6 separate regions of the Mus musculus genome follow, and regions 2, 3, 4, 5 and 6 are each linked to region 1. A link is a contact called in public HiChIP or PLAC-seq and promoter capture Hi-C data. All regions are on one chromosome and are shown on one strand. The core of a region is the stretch at or near the end of the contact, and the rest is flanking DNA. Distances in the headings are between cores, read along the strand shown.

Evidence for each region. Promoter capture Hi-C pulls out the DNA fragments that hold promoters and counts their contacts. HiChIP or PLAC-seq counts read pairs in DNA pulled down with a chosen protein or histone mark.
Region 2: a promoter capture Hi-C map of the 3T3-L1 cell line shows a contact between it and region 1, with 4 times the contacts expected there. The contact joins the promoter of Zfp286 here to the promoter of Arhgap44 in region 1. A contact is called at or near these places in 3 of 39 promoter capture datasets (the 3T3-L1 cell line and hippocampal neurons) and 1 of 115 datasets of contacts at active chromatin or transcription factors (embryonic forebrain).
Region 3: a promoter capture Hi-C map of cranial neural crest shows a contact between it and region 1. The contact joins the promoter of Trim16 here to the promoter of Arhgap44 in region 1. A contact is called at or near these places in 3 of 39 promoter capture datasets (cranial neural crest, hippocampal neurons and liver).
Region 4: a contact with region 1 is called in an H3K4me3 HiChIP or PLAC-seq map of embryonic forebrain, with 14 times the contacts expected there. The contact joins the promoter of Tvp23b here to the promoter of Arhgap44 in region 1. A contact is called at or near these places in 3 of 39 promoter capture datasets (the 3T3-L1 cell line, hippocampal neurons and liver) and 2 of 115 datasets of contacts at active chromatin or transcription factors (embryonic forebrain and embryonic stem cells).
Region 5: a promoter capture Hi-C map of hippocampal neurons shows a contact between it and region 1, with 7 times the contacts expected there. The contact joins the enhancer-like site here to the promoter of Arhgap44 in region 1. A contact is called at or near these places in 7 of 39 promoter capture datasets (the 3T3-L1 cell line, the C10 cell line, hippocampal neurons and 4 more) and 1 of 9 other capture datasets (embryonic trunk).
Region 6: a promoter capture Hi-C map of the C10 cell line shows a contact between it and region 1, with 8 times the contacts expected there. The contact joins the enhancer-like site here to the promoter of Arhgap44 in region 1. A contact is called at or near these places in 5 of 39 promoter capture datasets (the C10 cell line, cranial neural crest, liver and 2 more).

What each region holds. Positions count from the first base shown.
Region 1 is chr11:65,161,530-65,164,471 of GRCm38.p6, reverse strand. Arhgap44 (Rho GTPase activating protein 44) reads left to right here and starts at 1,511. Exons shown (of 20, transcript NM_001099288.1): 1 at 1,511-1,886. The coding sequence starts at 1,834. It overlaps LOC115487730 (a long non-coding RNA gene), which reads right to left. Exons shown (of 3, transcript XR_003949568.1): 2 at 2,083-2,942.
Region 2 is chr11:62,787,952-62,790,893 of GRCm38.p6, reverse strand. Zfp286 (zinc finger protein 286) reads left to right here and starts at 1,426. Exons shown (of 6, transcript NM_138949.4): 1 at 1,426-1,518; 2 at 1,805-1,964; 3 at 2,850-2,935. The coding sequence starts at 1,910.
Region 3 is chr11:62,818,802-62,821,743 of GRCm38.p6, reverse strand. Trim16 (tripartite motif-containing 16) reads right to left here and starts at 1,491. Exons shown (of 6, transcript NM_053169.2): 1 at 745-1,491. The coding sequence starts at 1,239.
Region 4 is chr11:62,877,975-62,880,916 of GRCm38.p6, reverse strand. It overlaps Tvp23b (trans-golgi network vesicle protein 23B), which reads right to left and starts at 1,462. Exons shown (of 7, transcript NM_026210.5): 1 at 1,322-1,462. The coding sequence starts at 1,333.
Region 5 is chr11:62,996,455-62,999,396 of GRCm38.p6, reverse strand. All of the region lies in intron 2 of Cdrt4os1 (CMT1A duplicated region transcript 4, opposite strand 1), which reads left to right. Gm46284 (a long non-coding RNA gene) reads right to left here. Exons shown (of 2, transcript XR_001780234.1): 1 at 1,429-2,942; 2 at 1-1,291. Among named protein-coding and RNA genes, the nearest start is that of Gm46284, 3.6 kb to the right of the region's middle. Within about 2 kb of position 1,571, at least 71 of the 459 cell types and tissues checked have an H3K27ac peak or open chromatin away from gene starts, as enhancers often do.
Region 6 is chr11:67,226,415-67,229,356 of GRCm38.p6, reverse strand. All of the region lies in intron 1 of Myhas (myosin heavy chain gene antisense RNA), which reads left to right. Among named protein-coding and RNA genes, the nearest start is that of Myhas, 9.4 kb to the left of the region's middle. Within about 2 kb of position 1,441, at least 6 of the 459 cell types and tissues checked have an H3K27ac peak or open chromatin away from gene starts, as enhancers often do.

The sequences.
Region 1 (2,942 bases), core at 262-2,761:
GTGGAACAGGAGGGGAATAACATCTGCAGTTTAAAATAAATATAAATAAATAAATAAATAAATAAATAAATGAATGAATAAAGGATTTTTAAAAACTCAAAATAGAAGTACTTTGTTTATATAAACATGACGTTGACATGACTGTATGTTGCCACATACAGTCAGTCACAAGCACGATGCCTTCACTGCTAATTGACCAGAACTCTTGACCTAATAAGCAGAGGCTGAGCTCACAATTAATTAAAGATTTCATGTTCATTCAGCCAAAACATGCCTCAAACCATCATTTGTTCCGCTGGCCAGTAAGACACTTACATCCATATTTAGGGCATCTTTCTACTGTAATCAACACACTGCAGAGAATCTCGGGTCATAGATGGATGCTCTTCCTTTTTTTTTTTTTTTAAACTATTTTCATAATAGGAATGATCCTGGATTTTCCCATTATGCTATCTTCCATTGTATCTGCCACAGTGGACTACATGATAGCCTGTATGTAGTTAGATTTGGAAAACAGCACTCTTTCATTTCCATCTACCAAACAGCAGTGCTTTCTACTTGAGATAGGGAAGCTGGAGATGAGAGAGTCCCAGCAGTTTTCCTAAAATTGCTGATTAAATATGTGAGATTCTAATGGGAAGACTCACATTTGTTTGATCCAATGTCTCTACTGCCCAACAACTCTGACTTGATATATATAAAGATGACAACTAATTGAGATCACATGTGATTTTCTTTCTTTTTTTTACATTATTTATATTTATTTAGTGTGTGTGTACGTAAGACAACATGCAGGAGTTAATTTTCTCCTACCGTGTATGTTCTAGACACTGAACACAGGTCAATAGGCTTCTTTACCTATTGAGCCATTTGCTGTCCCCCTCACCTGCCACCTTCCAAGTCTAATGAGCCACAATTTCTTTCAACCAGCTGGTAAATGCCAGTGGGCTGCCCAGCTGATACCATTTCAGGTCTAGTGGCGGTAAGGAGATGGACATAGCTATGGTAATAGAATCTAAATCATACAAGAAAGCTGTCTCAGGTTGTGCTAGTAGACAAGACGTTACTGATTCAATCTTATGTAAACTTTTGGTTACTTACTGGGTTTGAAAAAGATTAAGGATGGCATTTTGGGATGCATGCTACGCCTAGTTCGAAACCCCTTTGTCCCAAGCTTAACACTGTGATTGAACACCAATAAGGTGACTTTATACAATTTAACGAACACATCTGCCTAACATATCTTCATATGAATTCAACACTGAACATCTCGCATTCGCTTGAGAGAAAATAGGAGTCAGACGTTTACTCTGTTTGTTGTTGTGTCGTTGGTTTCACTATTCAAGCACGAAAGTATTTCCTTTACTACAAGGCTAAAGCCTAAACGTCTTGGTCATACTGTCTTCTCTCACCTCTGCACAAAAGCTGTCCCTACAAACTTTGGACAGAGGAAAGGTGGGAGCGGCAAACTACAAGTCCCAGCATGCACGGCGCATTCCGCACAGGCGCACGGGGACCACCCGGCCAGCTGGCTAGCCAGCCTGCGGAGACTCCCCGGTTCGCTCGCCGGGCTGGGGCTGGGGGCTAGCTACAGCTGGGGCTGACCGCCGGGCGCCTTGGGCGGCCCCGGGCGTGGCACAGAGAAGGATGCGGCGGGCGGACTAGGCGGAGGTGCTCTCGGGAGGCTGGGCGCGGGCCAGGCGGCTCCCCAGGCTCCGCAGTGCCGCCGCCGTCGCCCGGGAGGCTGGGCGCGGGAGCCATGTAACCCTGCGGTGGGCTCCGGGCAGCTCAGTCCTTCCCCAGCTCCCGGGCTAGCGCGGCAGCGGGGCCACGATGAAGAAGCAGTTTAACCGCATGCGCCAGTTGGCCAACCAGACGGTGGGCAGGTAGGTCACCCGCTGGCCGCCCAGGGCCGGCACGCCCGCGGGGCTGCATCTGCCAGGCGCAGGTGATGGAGCTGCCCGGCCTGGAGCTTGTGCGTCCCTCCTGGGTCCGCGCGGGTCGTTGGTGAGACCTTTCCTCTCCCGACCCCTGCTCGCTTCTCGCTCGCCGGTCTAGGCTCAGAGAGTGACGCATCCTCACCTGCGTCCCCAGCTGCCCCTTCACCTCGCCCTCTCTGCCTTTCCTCGGGACTCCCTTTTCCTCTGGTAGCGATTCTTCCTGGAAACAGGTGTTTGCTCTGCTGGAGCTGCTGGCTGCCGAGTCGTTGGCTGCCTCTGGAGATCTCTTCCTCCCTGCGCCCAGTTCAGGGCTGCTTAGGGTCCTGAGGTAGTGTTGGGCCTGGTCGACACCCTCCTTCCCCACTGGAGCCCTGTTTGTTTTCAGGGGCTGTGACTGTATGGGATGCTGGATCACTTTCCTGGCTGTTTTTTCCTCAGCGTTTGGGGGTGGGGAAAGGATGGCGAGAAGGGGGAAGGTGCTGGCTGATGTAGGCTCGGTCCCAAGACTGATTTCAGTGGAGGGAGGGAGGGAGGCTGCGAAAGTGAGGTTCAACTCCCTTGGAAGATGAGAGGAGGATCAGAGAGAGGAGGATCAGAGGCTCTCAGCCAGGTAGGGGATGGGACAGTCTCTCCTCCCTCCCAGTCCAGAACAGCTTGGCCCCAGGAATCTGCAGGACCCAGACTGCTCTCATCTTGGTGAACATGGACTAGATCTGGGCCAGTGTCTCCAGGAGCGGATCTGTGGGGTGCCAAGATCTATTAAGGTTACATAAGGATTCTTAGTGGGTCCCGTCCAAAGCTAGACATTCTTGAAACACAGGCTTGTTAGATAGAGGGGGATTTTTCATGGAATCTGTGTGCCCAGGGCCGGATTTCTGTGTGGTTGTTAAAGGAATTTAGGTGTGCAGTTTAAAGTAAGCAGAAAGGGAAGAACCAAGCCTTGGGTGCAATTCAAGTGCAGGCTCCACACATAGAGTGCTCTCGGCCAGGTTTGTTGAGAAA
Region 2 (2,942 bases), core at 177-2,676, 2.4 Mb after region 1:
CCTTCCCTCATCAATTACTAATTAAGAAAAGGCCAAATTTAATATTCTCTGGAGGGAGTGGCCAAAAGGCATGCAAATTTGGAAACTTTCCTGTAATCACTTGAGTAGCACCCCAGGAGATTCCTCCAGTCCCCAGATAACTACAGTGGTCTTAGACAAGTTAGTGGGTTTTCAAACTGAACCCCAAATCCCAGACATAAATAGCTGTGAAAAGGGCCTAAGTCTTGAGAGCTGGTGAATTTATCAGGGTCCCACTCAGCACATTTGCATGGGAAGGCTTCTTCAAAAATTTGAAGCTTCTCCACTTCCACCTGTACCAGCAGCCAAGGACAAACAGCCTTCTTTGCCCTAATACTTTCCTTGTTCATGTTACACTGAAGTAAACAGAGTTGTAAGGAGTTGTTGACAATCATCCCAAGTGAGACCAAAGGAACAGCAGACAGATTCTAGAGGAAAAGTCAGAGTTTGAAGTTTTTCAGAGAAAAGGAATTGGAGGTTTTGCAGCTGTACAGATCTGAAGTGGGAAAAGAAGACATAGATTACCAAGGACCATTGCCTCCCTCTGAGTCTCTTTCTCCCAATGGATCTAATGAGTCTGGAGCACAATGGGACCTCCAGTAGGAACCCAGTGGGGATGAAGGAAGTAGAGGAAATGGGATGTCTTCATATGGAGAGATTATGATGGTCACAGAGGGAGAAGCGGTGGACGAGACAGGGAGTGTAGGATCAATGACAGCCGTGGAAGAGGGTCCAGAGCAGAGTAGAAACTGAGAAATGAACAGGATCTGGTGATTAGATGGTGAGAATCAAAAGTTGAGTGTATTCTGGTTTTGGCATATGCAAATGGTGCACTAGAGTAAATGCACGCACTGAGATGGGGCTGTTTGGCAAAAGTGACTTTAAAGTAGGTTTAACTTAACCACAGGCCCTTGAGAGTCCAACTTTTTCGACAAATGAACTTTTTTTTTCCTTGCAAAGAACTTACTGCTCAAGTGTGTGGAAACTGGCTCAATATTGTCAGCTCTGCTCATATACGTTTTTACGATTGCAAAATAGATGAAATACAAGTCCATTGGGATAGATGAGAGTACTACATGGATCCTGCTCTAAAACTACAGCTTTCATATAGTTTGAAGTCAAAGGATGGTTTTAGGGAAGGCCAAACCATGGCTAAAAGCCATATACACATGCCAACAGTAAAGAAATTTGGGCTGAAGCTACATAGATGTAATTGTGCAAACAAAGGTGCAGAGAGAGAGAGACTTTGTCTCCCACGTCCCAACCTTCCGTTACTGCGGGATTCCACGCACGATGCACCTTTTTCTCTCGCGAGAGGGAGAGATCCCGCTGTGCCGCTGAGCCACTCGTGGTCCCAACCTGCCAAGAAACAGGGGGTCGGGCAGCGCGCAGGTGCTTCTGGGAGTTGTAGTTCCTGGATTTGCCCAGCAAAATGTCACGCATGCGCGACTCAGAGCTAAGCGGAGAAGTTCGTAGCCTTTGTCAGGCCTGGGATGGGAGGTGAGTTTCTTGGTAGGATGCTGCGGTCCTCGCTTTACCTCGGCGGTGGTCCAGTAGTTGCTCTCTGCCAGGGAGGACTGGAGTTTGTAGTTCTTGAGCTTCGTCCCCTTCCCTCCCCGCCCCACGGGCCATCTAGGACCCCGGTGCATACTGGAGAGCTGGACGGAGCTGGAGGGGTTGTCTGTGCCCTCTACCTCTCAGGCACTCAGTCCCCTAGGGGACAGCTCCAGGAGCCAGAAACAGACAGGTGAGGACTCAGATTCAGGATGCTTTCCCTGGTTTCCAGGTCCCACGTGATCTGAGCGACACTCTCTACAGAGCCCAAGAGGGAAGAAGTCCTTCGAGGCTCCGTGGACTGCTGACTGCGCGAGAAGAGCAGGACCTTAGGGGCATGGAAGAGGTGGTGATCATGGAGACGGGTTTGGCCGAAGTGCCTCAGAAAAGAGGTAGAATTGCCCAGGGGTTGGTGTGCATCATGGGAGAGTGGAAATCTTCCTTTTGAAGGGGAAACCCACCGTTGTCGTGGGTTAAGTGGTTCTTGGGAAAAGATGGCGACTTGTCAACGCTATCTTGAGGATAGGTGAGCTCTGAGACGTTGCAGGGCTTACTATGGGTCAGTCCCCATTCCACTTAAGTGTGCTGCACAATGGTCCCACCAGTGCGGACATTGTCACAATGTAGTCACAAGTTCTTCCAAATTATTGCCCCATCCTGGTTTCCATCGTGGATCCAAGAATTCAACTTTGTAGTTGACAAAAAAATATTTTTCCATACGTTATCCCACTTTATCCATAGTTAACGTGTGTGCTGTTTCAACACAGATCGCTCACGACCTGCTTCACAGGCACGGAAGGTAGGGGCTGGCTTCAGCACTAGGAGACCTGTGTATCTTAAACTCCCCTCGGTGACTTACTATGCCAAAATTCCCTCCAGGGGTCCTTTTCAGGTTGCTAGATGTCACCTCAAACTCAACCAATCAGAATTTGGAGGTGAGATCTAGCAATCTCCGCCTTAAGGAAGCTTTAAAGGGATTTTAAAAAAACAAAACAAAACAAAACAAAACACTGAGTCTACTTTAGGTAGATTATAGTGGAAATTTACTTATTCTAGTTTGTAGACCAGAGAGTTTGAGGGGATACGTCATGAGTAGAGCAACTAAATTCAAGCCTAGTGGAGCAACGTGCCTGAGCATATTTTACAGTACCGGAAAGTAGCAGTTTGTTTTGGATTCCTTGTTAACAGGGAGTGCATTTGGTGTGGTGGAGGGGTTTAGATTATACTGAGTAGAGAGCCAGGTCCAGACCCAGTCCCTACCGCTTTCTTCCCTTTAGCTCTGTCTTCCCCGGATTCTCTCCTTTCCCACGAGAAGAGTGCAGAAGGAGACGTGGCTGCTCTGAGACTCACTGTCAGATCCCAGGTGAGTC
Region 3 (2,942 bases), core at 242-2,741, 2.3 Mb after region 1:
GCCTATCCCGTAAGGAACCTTTATTCTCCAGTAAGTTAAGTCGCCCTTGGCATTAACTTCCGTGTGCGTTTCAAATTCTGTTATCTTGGCAGTTTTTGTTTTGTTTTGTTTTGTTTTACTTGAATGCAGCATTTTGTGTTAGCTTCTTTTGTGGTTTTGCGATTCAAAAAAAAAGAAAGGAAGGAAGGAAGGAAGGAAGGAAGGAAGGAAGGAAGGAAGAAAGAAAGAAAGAAAGAAAGAAAGAAAGAAAGAAAGAAAGAAAGAAAGAAAGAAAGAAAGAAAGAAGTTAAGAAAGAGAGGAAGGAAGAAAAGGAGAAATGAAGTCTGAGGTTTCTTCTTTTCCCTTGGACTTCTGCCAAGGTTTTCATGGGTTGATATATGCCTCACAGATCCTGCCAGAGGGAAATACCACACTCCTGAGGCTAACCTTCTACAGCACACACCCAAATGCACATTACTAAACTCTAACTAGAAACAGCAGGAAATTCCTATGCCTGGCAGAGACAATAGAGACCGCACAGCAACAGGGACACTGAGATGGGGACAGTGACCCACTTTTGTTTCCAAAGCCAGCGGCTATAGATACTTACAGCGAACCAACACCCAGGCACTACCGCTAAAGTTCTCCTCTGTTGACTCGGAACAAACTGGCATCAACAGAGCCACAAATGCAGCATGTGTGACCTCTCCCTGGGGACACCTCCTCCCACTGGTCCCTCCCAGGCGACAGACCCCACTACTCACCTCTTTGTTCCTGCGGGCTGCATCCAGGGAGACAGTACTGTCGCCTCTGTGTTCACCCTCCCCGCATTCCTGGCAGATACACTGCTGGTGCGTGTGGCAGAAGGAAACCAAAGGGCTGTGGTGGGCAGGGCAGGTGCGTAGATCCTGGTCCTTTGCGGGTTCGGTTAGCTGGTGGCTGTGCAGTTTGCTGTTCTCCTGGTGTGGCCGCAGGTGCTCCTCACAGTAGTTCACCATGCAGGTCAGACAGGATTTCACTGCCCTTACTCTGCTGGCCCCAAGACAGAAGTCACACAAGATCTGATCCTCTTCACCAGGAGCCCCGACCTCTGCGGGGTCATGACCCTGCTCCTGGGTTTCCTCACCTGACTTGCTGAGAGGGTCCGCATCTTCTTTTTCTGCTGGGATAGCTGACACAGGGTCTGGGCCGAGAGGGGCCAAAGGGTGAGCAGTGACCCCGGTCAGAGGCCCCGGGGCAATCAGATCCAATTCAGCCATCTGGTGGAGGCTCTGCGGACTAAGGACTAAGGCGTCCTTCCTCGCGGTCCCTTGGCTCAGGATCTGAGTAGCCCAAGTCAAACCAGAGAGCCACGCCTAGCAGATTGCAGCTGCCCTGAGACATTAACTGTTTCCTCCCTCCCGAGGAAGCTCAGTTACTCAGACAGGACGAGGCTCCTCCAGATTGGCTAGTAGCCAGCCACAGTGACAAGGCTCAGAACTGCCTTGCCACTTGGCTCCTGTGTCTGTTCCTTGGCTCAGGCTTCTCATTCTCATTCCTAGCCCAGCCCTGAAACTTCTATTCTTACGGGACTCATTCACGCACACCCCATAGGCTCTTCCGGAGACCACGTGTGCCTGTGGGACTGGAAAAAAGGGCAAGATTCCTGAGCTCTATTGTAAGCCTCTGCGGCTTTGAGCGGTCCCACAAGCCATATTTTGCGGTGGATCTCTCTCTCTCTCTCTCTCTCCTTCCTCCATCCCTCCCTCTCTCTCCCCTCCCCCTCCCCTTCTCTCTACTCCATATATTTTTAAAGGGGTCCAAAATGTAAGGACTTTGATAATAGGGCAGCTGCTAATCCTAAATGAGCCACCAGCTTGGTCCTACCACCACCACCACAAAACCTGACATACAGACAGACAGACAGACATAGTCAATCTAGCTTTATCTGCTTTTAATAACTTGCTTTTATCAGACTTTTGTTTTATTTTAGTCGTGTGTGTGTGTGTGTGTGTGTGTGTGTGTGTGTGACAGAGTTTGACATCTAGTGTCTTTCTTAATTGCTCTCCACCTCATTTCATGAGAGAGGACCTCACAGTGAACCTGGAACACGCTAGGTCACCTAGCGCAGCAGGCCAGCAAGTCAGAGGGATATTCTAGACTCTTGCCCCAGTGCTGGGGTTACAGATAAGCACCATTGCATGGCTGCAGGTGGCCATGCACACCTAGCAAGCACTTTACCCACTGAACCGTCCTCCTAGCTCCACTTCTGGTTGACTTTTAAAACTCACTCATGTGAGAAGCCACCCAGTGGACAGGGCCCTGGCCTTCCACTCTCTGCCATAAACCTCTAACATGTGGGCTTTGATGATAACAGTTGTCTGGCTTGCTTCTCCGAAACTTGATGGCCTTTTGTTGAAATTGACTCATCTGGACCTGAGCAGGTAACTAGTGGGTGACCTTTTGGCATCAGAAGACCAAAACTTCTGCCCTCAGAACATTCTAACACTGACCTGTCCTGAACATGCATCCCACGAAGAGCCATGAGGACCGATTATGGTCCTCTCAGCCACCCTTCCCTATCTCATAAATCCTCACCAGACCCCACCCTCCAGGAAGTGGATCTAACTGTGCTTCTCCCCTTCCATGCTCAGCTCAGCTGCCTTCAAATATGATTTTTCTCTTTTGCGAAACGCATGGTCTCTGTGTTTGCCACCCTGTGCAAGCATCCTGGTTCTGAAACCACAGAAATTGATGGATGTTTATAACCCTGACCCTCCAGTGTCCGCTTCTAGGGCATTCCAGGAGCTGGCTGAGAATGGGCACAGGAAGGGGCCATCGGGTAGAAGAGGGAAGGCACTGTCCCCTTCCACATACAGCTCTCTCCAGCCTTTCTAGGCCCCGTATCTTACTCTGTGATCTCCACGAAGAGACAGTTGCTAAACTAGCCCCACATCCAGCTAATAAAACTGTTCCTAAATGA
Region 4 (2,942 bases), core at 213-2,712, 2.3 Mb after region 1:
GTACACAGGATCCACAGAAGAACCTGTGGGTGATTAGCAAAGATGCAGGGAGGGGGTTGGTATGAAAATACCAGGGGGAGGGGCTGCTTCTAGGTAATAAGAAAGAAAATTATCAGACAAAAAACAACAACAACAAAAAAAAAAAACAACCAAAAAACACAAAAACCACAAGGGAACAGATGTTTAAGTCTGCAGAGAAATTTTAATGCACAGGTTGCCTGGGGGAAGGAAGGTAATGACTATAAAAAATGTCAAATGCCCAACAGGTGGAAGGACTTATGGTCACAGACCTAGGAGTAGGAAGAAGCGGATCTAAATGCACCTTCAGAGCTGAGCTGAAACCATCAATGAATTTTTTCTACTCCACATTTCCACAAAGTAGACTTTTCTTATCACAGATTCTAGTTGGCCCATCCTGAGACACTTGGTATGTCACTATGTCTTTATTATTATGATCTGAAAATATGTTGTTCCCCAACCTAACCTCTCCCCATCCCAACCCCCACCCCCAGCCATCCTGCCCTTTGCAGATCCCATCTCCTTGAACATCCCAACCTGACAATGAAACCCGTGTGACACAATCTACATGGGAGTTCACAGTAAAAAAAAAATTTTTTTTGTTTTTTTGTTTTGTTTTTTTGGTTTTTCGAGACAGGGTTCTCTGTATAGCCTGTATATCTCTGTATAGCCCTGGCTGTCCTGGAACTCACTCTGTAGATCAGGCTGGTCTCGAACTCAGAAATCCACCTGCCTCTGCCTCCCGAGTGCTGGGATTAAAGGCGTGCGCCACCACGCCCAGCTTCACAGTAAAATTTTAAAGGAAGAAAATATATTACATGTACTAATCTCTGGCCGAAGGACAATTGGCTACATCGACCTCTACGGGTACAAAGGCGATAACCATCGTGATTATCTGTGTACAGCGTAGTAACACTGGAACCCAAGGCTCTGGCAATCTCTCCCTACAGGATCGCCCTGAACTTGTGTATCAGGGCCCTACAGGCCATTCCCCTCATCCGGGCAGGCTATGGGAAGACGGGTTACCCCCGACCTCACACCCAGAGATCCTGCAGCGAGTGTGCTCCACACCCGCTGACAGGAGGCCTCTGTGCCTCCGGGGTCGCCGGTGCACCCTATCCCTCACAGTCCACAAACCCTCTAGCGACAATTTGCCCGGGGCTGGCCCTCCTACCCACCCACCTGCAGTTCCTACAGCTCAGGCAGTGGGCGGGCACACGGACCCAACAGCCTCGGGCGACTGGGCAAGACCCCCAGCCCCAACTCAAGCACCGGCTACCGGCGCTCGGCCGCCATCCCTCACCTGCGACAACATGACGACCCTGCGCCAACCCGCCCCCCACTTCCGAGAGCCACGACAGCAAAGCTGCCACGCGATCCAGCTCTACAGCCGACGTCACAAGCGCACCAGGAAGCCACTTGGTGGGAGGGCGCAACTCCAGAGACCGGAAGGCGATAGGCGGGTCCATACCTTGGGGCGGGGCTCCATAGTGGGCGGGGCGGAAAGAGCTGGTCCACGCGACGGACGCGGGCGGTAGGAGGCGGGGTGTGTGGGCGGGGCCTTGACGCAGAGACTCTGTAGGGGCTGAGGTGGAGGTGGGCGGGGCAAGCGTGAGCAGGGGCAAGGGCTGCACTTCTAAGGAAAAGCAAAACGCTTGGGAATAAACTGGCTAACTTAATGGGTTCTAAAGCGAAGTTTCTTGGGTTATGAATGGAAAATGTTTTTTGCTACCAAAGAAGTACAAACTGTGAGTCATTACCACCAGCAGGGACGCCCTGAGAGAGGCGGAGCTTTATAATTTAACCTTGTAAATGTATTGTATTTTAGTATAGTCTTTCTTAAGCGATTTAAATGTTAAAGAAAATTGAGAAATAAATGTGTCCTTGGAAAGAAATTAAAAAAAAAAAAACCGAGTAAGAAAGAGACAAGAAGACTAGCGTAAGCAGTGAGGGTACTGCTGTAAGGGGCATAACCTCAGAACAAGAAGAGAGGCCAGTATCGCGCCTCTGCCCTCCATGTACCAATTATATAACCAATCTCTATGTACATCCTTCCTCGGCTGTAAAGTGGGAAGGACGGTGATGGCTTTACAGAGCATTTAGTAAAGTGGCACAAATTTGCTTTTATTACTGTTTTAAGTCACCTGCTGATGGCATGATCATGCCTAGACCTAAAATTCAGAGATTTTTTTTTTTTTTTTTTTTGGTTTTTCGAGACAAATTCAGAGAGTTTAAAGCCATCTTTGCAACTGTAATGATAGAGATATTCTGTTTGCTCAACTATGTCAGACTGTTGGAGGCTCATGCAATGTCCCTCTCACCTTTTCTTAACTGAAGGGACTCTTCACAGAACCCGGGGTTTTATCTGGTTCTTTGCCAGGACTATGTCAAACCCAGTGTTACAATAATGAAGAAACATGGACCTAGTTCCCAAAAAAGAGAAAGCAGGCAAGGTAATTGCGCATCTTCGTGTGAAGCTGGACAAATGACCTATGTCCTAACCTGCTTGGACAAAGATTTTGGTGGCCCACCCTGTGTTGTGAGGTTGTGTGGAAAAAAAATTTTTTTGGTTCTCACTTTTTATATGAATGCAATTTGAATTCACTACCATATTTTAAGATATAGAGCATTTGACAAGAAAGTGAATTTCCCACTTGTTAGGATTTTTGTCTTCCTTTTTGGAGGACTGGTGTGTGTGTGTTGGGGGGGGGGTTCTTTGCTTGCTTTTGAAACAGGGTGTTGCCTCCTAGTACCAACTGACTAGATGCTCTGTCCTCCTGCCTTGCCCCTATCTCCCCTCACCCTCAAGAACTGGAACTTAATGACGGGGAAAGTCTGCCTGGGGTGTTGAGCCTCTATGTAGGGACTGTACTCTTTGTCCAGATCCTGAGCCCTTCTGTGAGCATATCCACCAGTGAGCCTGT
Region 5 (2,942 bases), core at 322-2,821, 2.2 Mb after region 1:
ACACACAGAGCTTTTTATTGTCATTATTCATCAACCACACAGAAGAATAACATTTACATAATCTTCACTTTGTCATATTTATAATCTAGACATGATATAAAGTAGATAGAGGACCAGGTTAGAGTCCTTTGCTCTGCTCAGCTGATATGAAGCCTTGGCTGTTCTGTTATGCTAGATGGGGCAAGGCAGGCAATAGGAAGTACCCTGCTGAATGTTGTCATTGTCTTTTCCGGGCCACAGAACTAGACACAACAGAAGAATAAAGTGACAGTGTTACCAGTGCCATTGTGTCTGTGATGGAGAGAATCAGGAAGCTATTGGTAGGAGAAAGTGGGCTGCAGGAGGCTTTGTCTCTAGGATTAACAGAGGCACTGCAGGGTACTGTACTGATCCATGTTCAAAGTGGAGCTGGCCTTCAGTACAGAACAGAAATCAAGCTTAGGTTGTGGGCCCCTGAAAGTCACCCTGTCGTGCAGCAACTAGCATTCTGCTGCTCTTCTCCCTAAGCCTTCAAGGTTTGGCTTTTATGCCCTACACAGCGCTATGCTTTGGGAGTCTGCAAGAGCCCCAATGGCTATGTCAAAGTAAAGGAAGATAATTCTTTTTCTGGGATGATACTGGTGGCCAGGTTGACACGTGGCCATCGAGACAATTTTGTGGACTATGCAAGCATCCCTCAGAGTTTTTCAGGAAAGGCTTGGGAACTTCCCACTGTCCTTGGGATGAAGACTCCTACTCCTGATAACTGCATATGAAAAGAGCATGCCCTCCGAAAGTTTGCAGAGGTCAGAATCTGTATTCACAGGTTGTAAGAAAACCAGCTACTTACAAGCAGCATCATTTTATTTTGCAATCAATCAATCACACCCACACACCAATGGAGATCAAAAGGTAATGAAAAAAGAGAAAAGGGAATGAAGGGGAAGCAGGAAGTAGATAAGGAGGAAGGGAAAGAAGAAAGGAAAGAGAGGAAGGGACAGAGGAAAAGGAAAGAACCATGACAATAAAGAGTAATGTCAAGATTAAAATGCAGCCCATGCCCTCACTACAGAGATCTGGGAAAGTAAGCAGGCTGCGGGGAGAAAACATGAAGGCCAGAACTGGCATTTCTGCATGAGAGAGCTAGGGAAATGGAGGTTGGAATCTGAAGGCTGCTGGAGGCTGGGGTCTGGCACCTGCCCAGGTCTGGCATGAACGCTCAAGAGTCCTCAAGGTCTCCTTTGTCAATGTCCAGCCCAGTTGTCCAGGACAGACCACCAGGCAAACGCTTGGCACTTCTTCCGTGTTGTCACTAGGACCAGAAAGGGAGATGCTGTCACCAAAAGCCAGCCTGAACTAGGGATCGGCTCCATGGTGCTACAGAAACAAACACGGAAACCGGGGCTGAATATAAACTGAAGACAGCTCTGCAAAGTTTTAAAAACTCACCCAGCCACGAAAATTCAATTTGGCCACAGCTTCAACATGACCTCACTCTCTTTTATGAGCAGCTGTCCTGAGACTAATCCTGCCTCCTCCCATCATCCCCTCTGCATGAGGAAGGGAGGTCATGAGCCCTCGGCAAATCCACTCTTACAGTGCCCCCTGCTTCTGCAAAGCACTCCTTATGCTGCCCGGACCGTATGCGTGTCCAGTGTCTGTCTCTACCACAAAAATAGAATTGCATGTCTGCCATGTCCACCCAAGGCCCTGGCACGCTGCCTGGCACAAGCAAGCACTTGGTGTGCACTTGCAGGATGCCTGTCAGCATGCTGCATTAGGGCTGTGGAATTATGTCCCTTCTGATAAAGGCTAGAGAAAGAAAAATAAGCTTGGAATCTCCTCATGAAGGCTTGAAAGGTTTTTTTAAAGGGACAGACTAACCATGTGTTTTATGTATGACTTTGTGTCTCATGTTCCTTCTGTTTTCCCAGTACCTTAAAAGAAAAAGTACATAAAAGGTGTCCATTATTCTTATTTAGATAATAGAATTAAGACTAGGAGTAGAGTTTACGGCAAGGCAGCCTATTCCCACCTACAAAAAAAAAAAAAAAAAAAATGTGTGTTTACTAACCTCTTGTCACTGAAGTAGTCTCTTCTTGGTACTTTCTGTTTTGAGTCTTAGAGCTTGCTCTTAAAAACTCCCTACTCAATATTTGAGCACCAATTCTGGCCCAGTACACATACCACACTCCAGGGAACACAGGAGAATGTGGCCAGACTTGTTCAATACCTACGGGACCACAGGCACAGAGCAATCTGACCACATGAAGAAGAGTTTCGGGGAAAGCTGCTTAACAATATACCCTGGGCTCAGCAATTGCAGACCAAACCCAGCAGAACTATCACCGATAGAAATTTGAGGTGATCTGAGAGCAGGCAAAGTATTGAGTTCAAAAGTGACCCCCACACTCGGTACTGAACTACTTGAGGACCAACCAAGGCTCTCTTACTTCCACTATCACCCACTTACCAAAGTAAGCTTGTCTCAGGATTCTAAACAGTAAAGTGAATATGCACAGGTTCCAGTGTGCAAAAGTATAAATAAAGAGTCAGCCACACTCAGACCAACTTCCCTCCAGCTGCTGCTGGCTCTCAAACTGACTGTTCTCTACAAAAAATATCTGCCCACTTGGCCCATGTGCAGAAACAGTGCCAGGAGTCAAGTTCCCAACTTGTCTGAAATCCTGCGACATCTCAGGTCCCTCTCTCTACTGAAAAGAATGGGTTGGGCCGCTCTGGGTCGCTGAAAGGTTGAATGGAGACAGGAAGCGCATGAGTCAGTAAAAGAACCACCTAGAAATGCCAGAGGTGGGGAGGGAATGTTCACTGCCTCTGGAATATAAAGTCAAGGTCATACCACCTACACTCAGTTTGTGTACCCACAAGGAGGCTCTACATGGAAAAGTCAGCCATGCTTAGAGTGAGGTACAGAGTGTGGGGTGGCATAGAATACGGGGTGA
Region 6 (2,942 bases), core at 192-2,691, 2.1 Mb before region 1:
CGGTTTCCTCCTACAGGTTCCCAAGAGATAAGTTACTTTCCTCCTGCAGCTTTTAAACTTGTTAGCAATCTGACGCTAACATGTCTTGTAGTCTTCTTTGGGTTGCCCTTTCTTGAGGTCCTTCAGCTTCCGTCATTCCGGATCTACATCCCTCCAAAAATTGGGGGAAATGTATCCAGCCTTTAATTTAGCTTCCTATTTCCCTTTCTCACTCTTCTCTTTCTGGCACTCCCACAACCCATATATTTGCATACTTGGTAGTGTTCCAGAATCCCTATCTATGCTTTGTTCATTCATTTTCCCCATTTCTCTTACAATTTGGTACTTTCAAATGGTGCATCTTGGCCTTCACTAGGTTTTCTTTTGTGTGACTGAGTGTGATGTTGGAACTGGGTCTTTCCGTTCTGTCCTTGTGTTTTGAGGTAAGTCTACCAGAGAGTACACATGAACACTCAGAAAGTTGAAATAAAAGTCTTTATCGCTGGTGGGTGTCTGCATGTCTGGGAACTTGCCCAGATTGTACAAGCCCTGATCCTCACAGTTCTTTTTATTTTATGTACAAAACCACATCCTCATAAGATACACTTTAGTTAGCAAGAATAGCTAGAGAGAATCAGAACGACAGACACCAAAAGGCAGGGTTAGTACATTTAGGGACTTTCCTGAATCCTGGAGAGATGGACGAGGTCTCTGATGGATTAGGTCTTTGTTCTCATTTTAGCAGATGTTGGCCCTGTGTGCTGGGTTTTAAGGTGAGATTGGTCCCTCTCATATGGTGCCAGTTGTGCTAAGATCTGGATGTTCAGTTCCTGGTTTCTCTCTCTCTTTTTTTTATTATTAAGCTTCATTTTTTGTTTATAAATTATTGTCCTGATTTTGTTTAGTTATACATTTCTGAATTTTAAATTTTTTATTTAATAAGATTTTTAAGACGATTATTTGAATCCTTTTTCAGAATGTTGATTGATCTCCATTGCTCTGGTTAATTATTATTATTGTTGTTGTTATTATTGTTATTATTATTATTATTATTATTATTATTATTATTATTATGCTTTACTTATTCCCTTTACTGGTGTTGCATTTGCCTGATCATTATCAGTGTAAACTTTGCATTGATGTCTCTACACATAAAGGACAAATATAAGTTTCAGTTTTTCTACATGGGCAAGACCCTACCCTGTTACAACACAGGACTCATGGGATTGCCTCTAGGTTTGTGATTGAGTAGACTTGAGTAGGTTTGTGATAGAGCTGGATTTTGAGGCTGCTTTGGGGTCTGGAATGCTGTAGTTGGCAGTTCTGTTAGCAGGATCTCAGACAGATGTGAGTGTTGTTTCCAGGTAGACTCTGGGATCCTTTGTCAATAGGGCTGATGATTCAGAACGCACAACTAATAGGCTTGTTTGCAGATATGTTTTGAAGGGGTTCTATAAAGGCTCTTCTGAGCCACCAAGTAGTTAGTTCCCTAAGAATGCAGTGCCAGCATTGAAAAGAGCATAGAAGGCCTGGAACAGAATCAAAGTGTTTTGTTTTGGGGCTCACAGCAGGAATATGGATCTTCAAGTCTGTAATCTGTTCCTACTGACAAAGGTAGGCATGAGCCTCAGAGAAGGAAGAGTTAGAGGGTAATGGAAGGCAAGCAAAGCTGTATTTATAGGCTATGATGTGTGTGTGTGTGTGTGTGTGTGTGCATGTGTGTGTGTTGACAGTGTAGGGGAAGAGGGGGAAGGGAGGATAGCCCACTTCTGGCCAGAGTTCCTCATGCTCTGGGCAGGCAGATGTGGGAGAGCTGCCAGACGCTTTTCACTCGGCCCCTGGTGGGCATCTAAGCCACTGACCCCACTTGATGGGGGGTGGACAAGGGGCAGCCCCTGAAACAAGGGGCCCCAGGGCCACACCCTAAGTGGTTTCCACGCAGATAAGAGTCCTTAGTCTGGGCCTTGACTGGATCACAGGAAGGCCTTCCATCAGGAGATTAGAAATGGCTCATTAGGAGAAAGCCTATCCCATCATCCAAGTGCAGTGGACCTTGATGAACAGAGACAGTCTATGGTTTTAGAGCTTTATTGTAGAAAGGCAGGGGGAGAGAGAGAGAGAGAGAGAGAGAGAGAGAGAGAGAGAGAGAGAGACTGGCCATGGCCAAGAGGAGAGAAGAGGGAAAAGGAAAGAGAGAAGAAAGGCTAGAGAGTAAGAAAGAGAGAGTAAGAGGGAGGGAGAGAGTGGTGAGAGGAGAGAGGAGAGGAGAGGAGAGGAGAGGAGAGGAGAGGAGAAAATGAGGAGAGGTTAGAGGGTGAAGTGGGGCCAAGCAGCCCCTGTTATGGTGGACTGTTAACTTTACTGTTGCTAGGGAACTGGGAGGAGTCTAGCCTGAAGGTCAGAAGCTTGGGACATTGTCTATGTGACTACTAACCACGCTTCTCCTGTGGAGGCTGTGGGGGCAGTAACTTCAACTGGAGCCTTGAGTCCAGGAGACATGAGGGAATGCCTACCATGCCATGTAAGTGAATTAGCACCACTCCGGGGTTCAGACCTCAGCTCCAAGGGAGACCAGACTGTCTGTGTATAGCCCAATGCCCCACGTGTGTGTGTGTGTGTGTGTGTGTGTGTGTGTGTGTGTGTGTTTATGTAAAAAAAAAAAAAAAAAAACAAAAACAAACAAACAAAAAAAAACCCAAAGGCCATGAATTTGGTTTTTTAAAATTATACAGGATACCATGTCTTAGGCTAGTAGTTCTTAAAAACTAAAAGTAGTTCTAGCAATTGATAGAGATATTATTTCTGGCTAAAGAAAAAAGAGAAGAAGACTGGGAGAGAGAAGGAGATGGGGAGAGAGAGGGATGAGAGGAAGGGAGAGAAAGACATAGAAAGACACAGAGAGAGATAGGAGAGAGAGACACACAGAGATAGTAAAGGTTGGAGAGAGAATCGGGGAGAGAGCA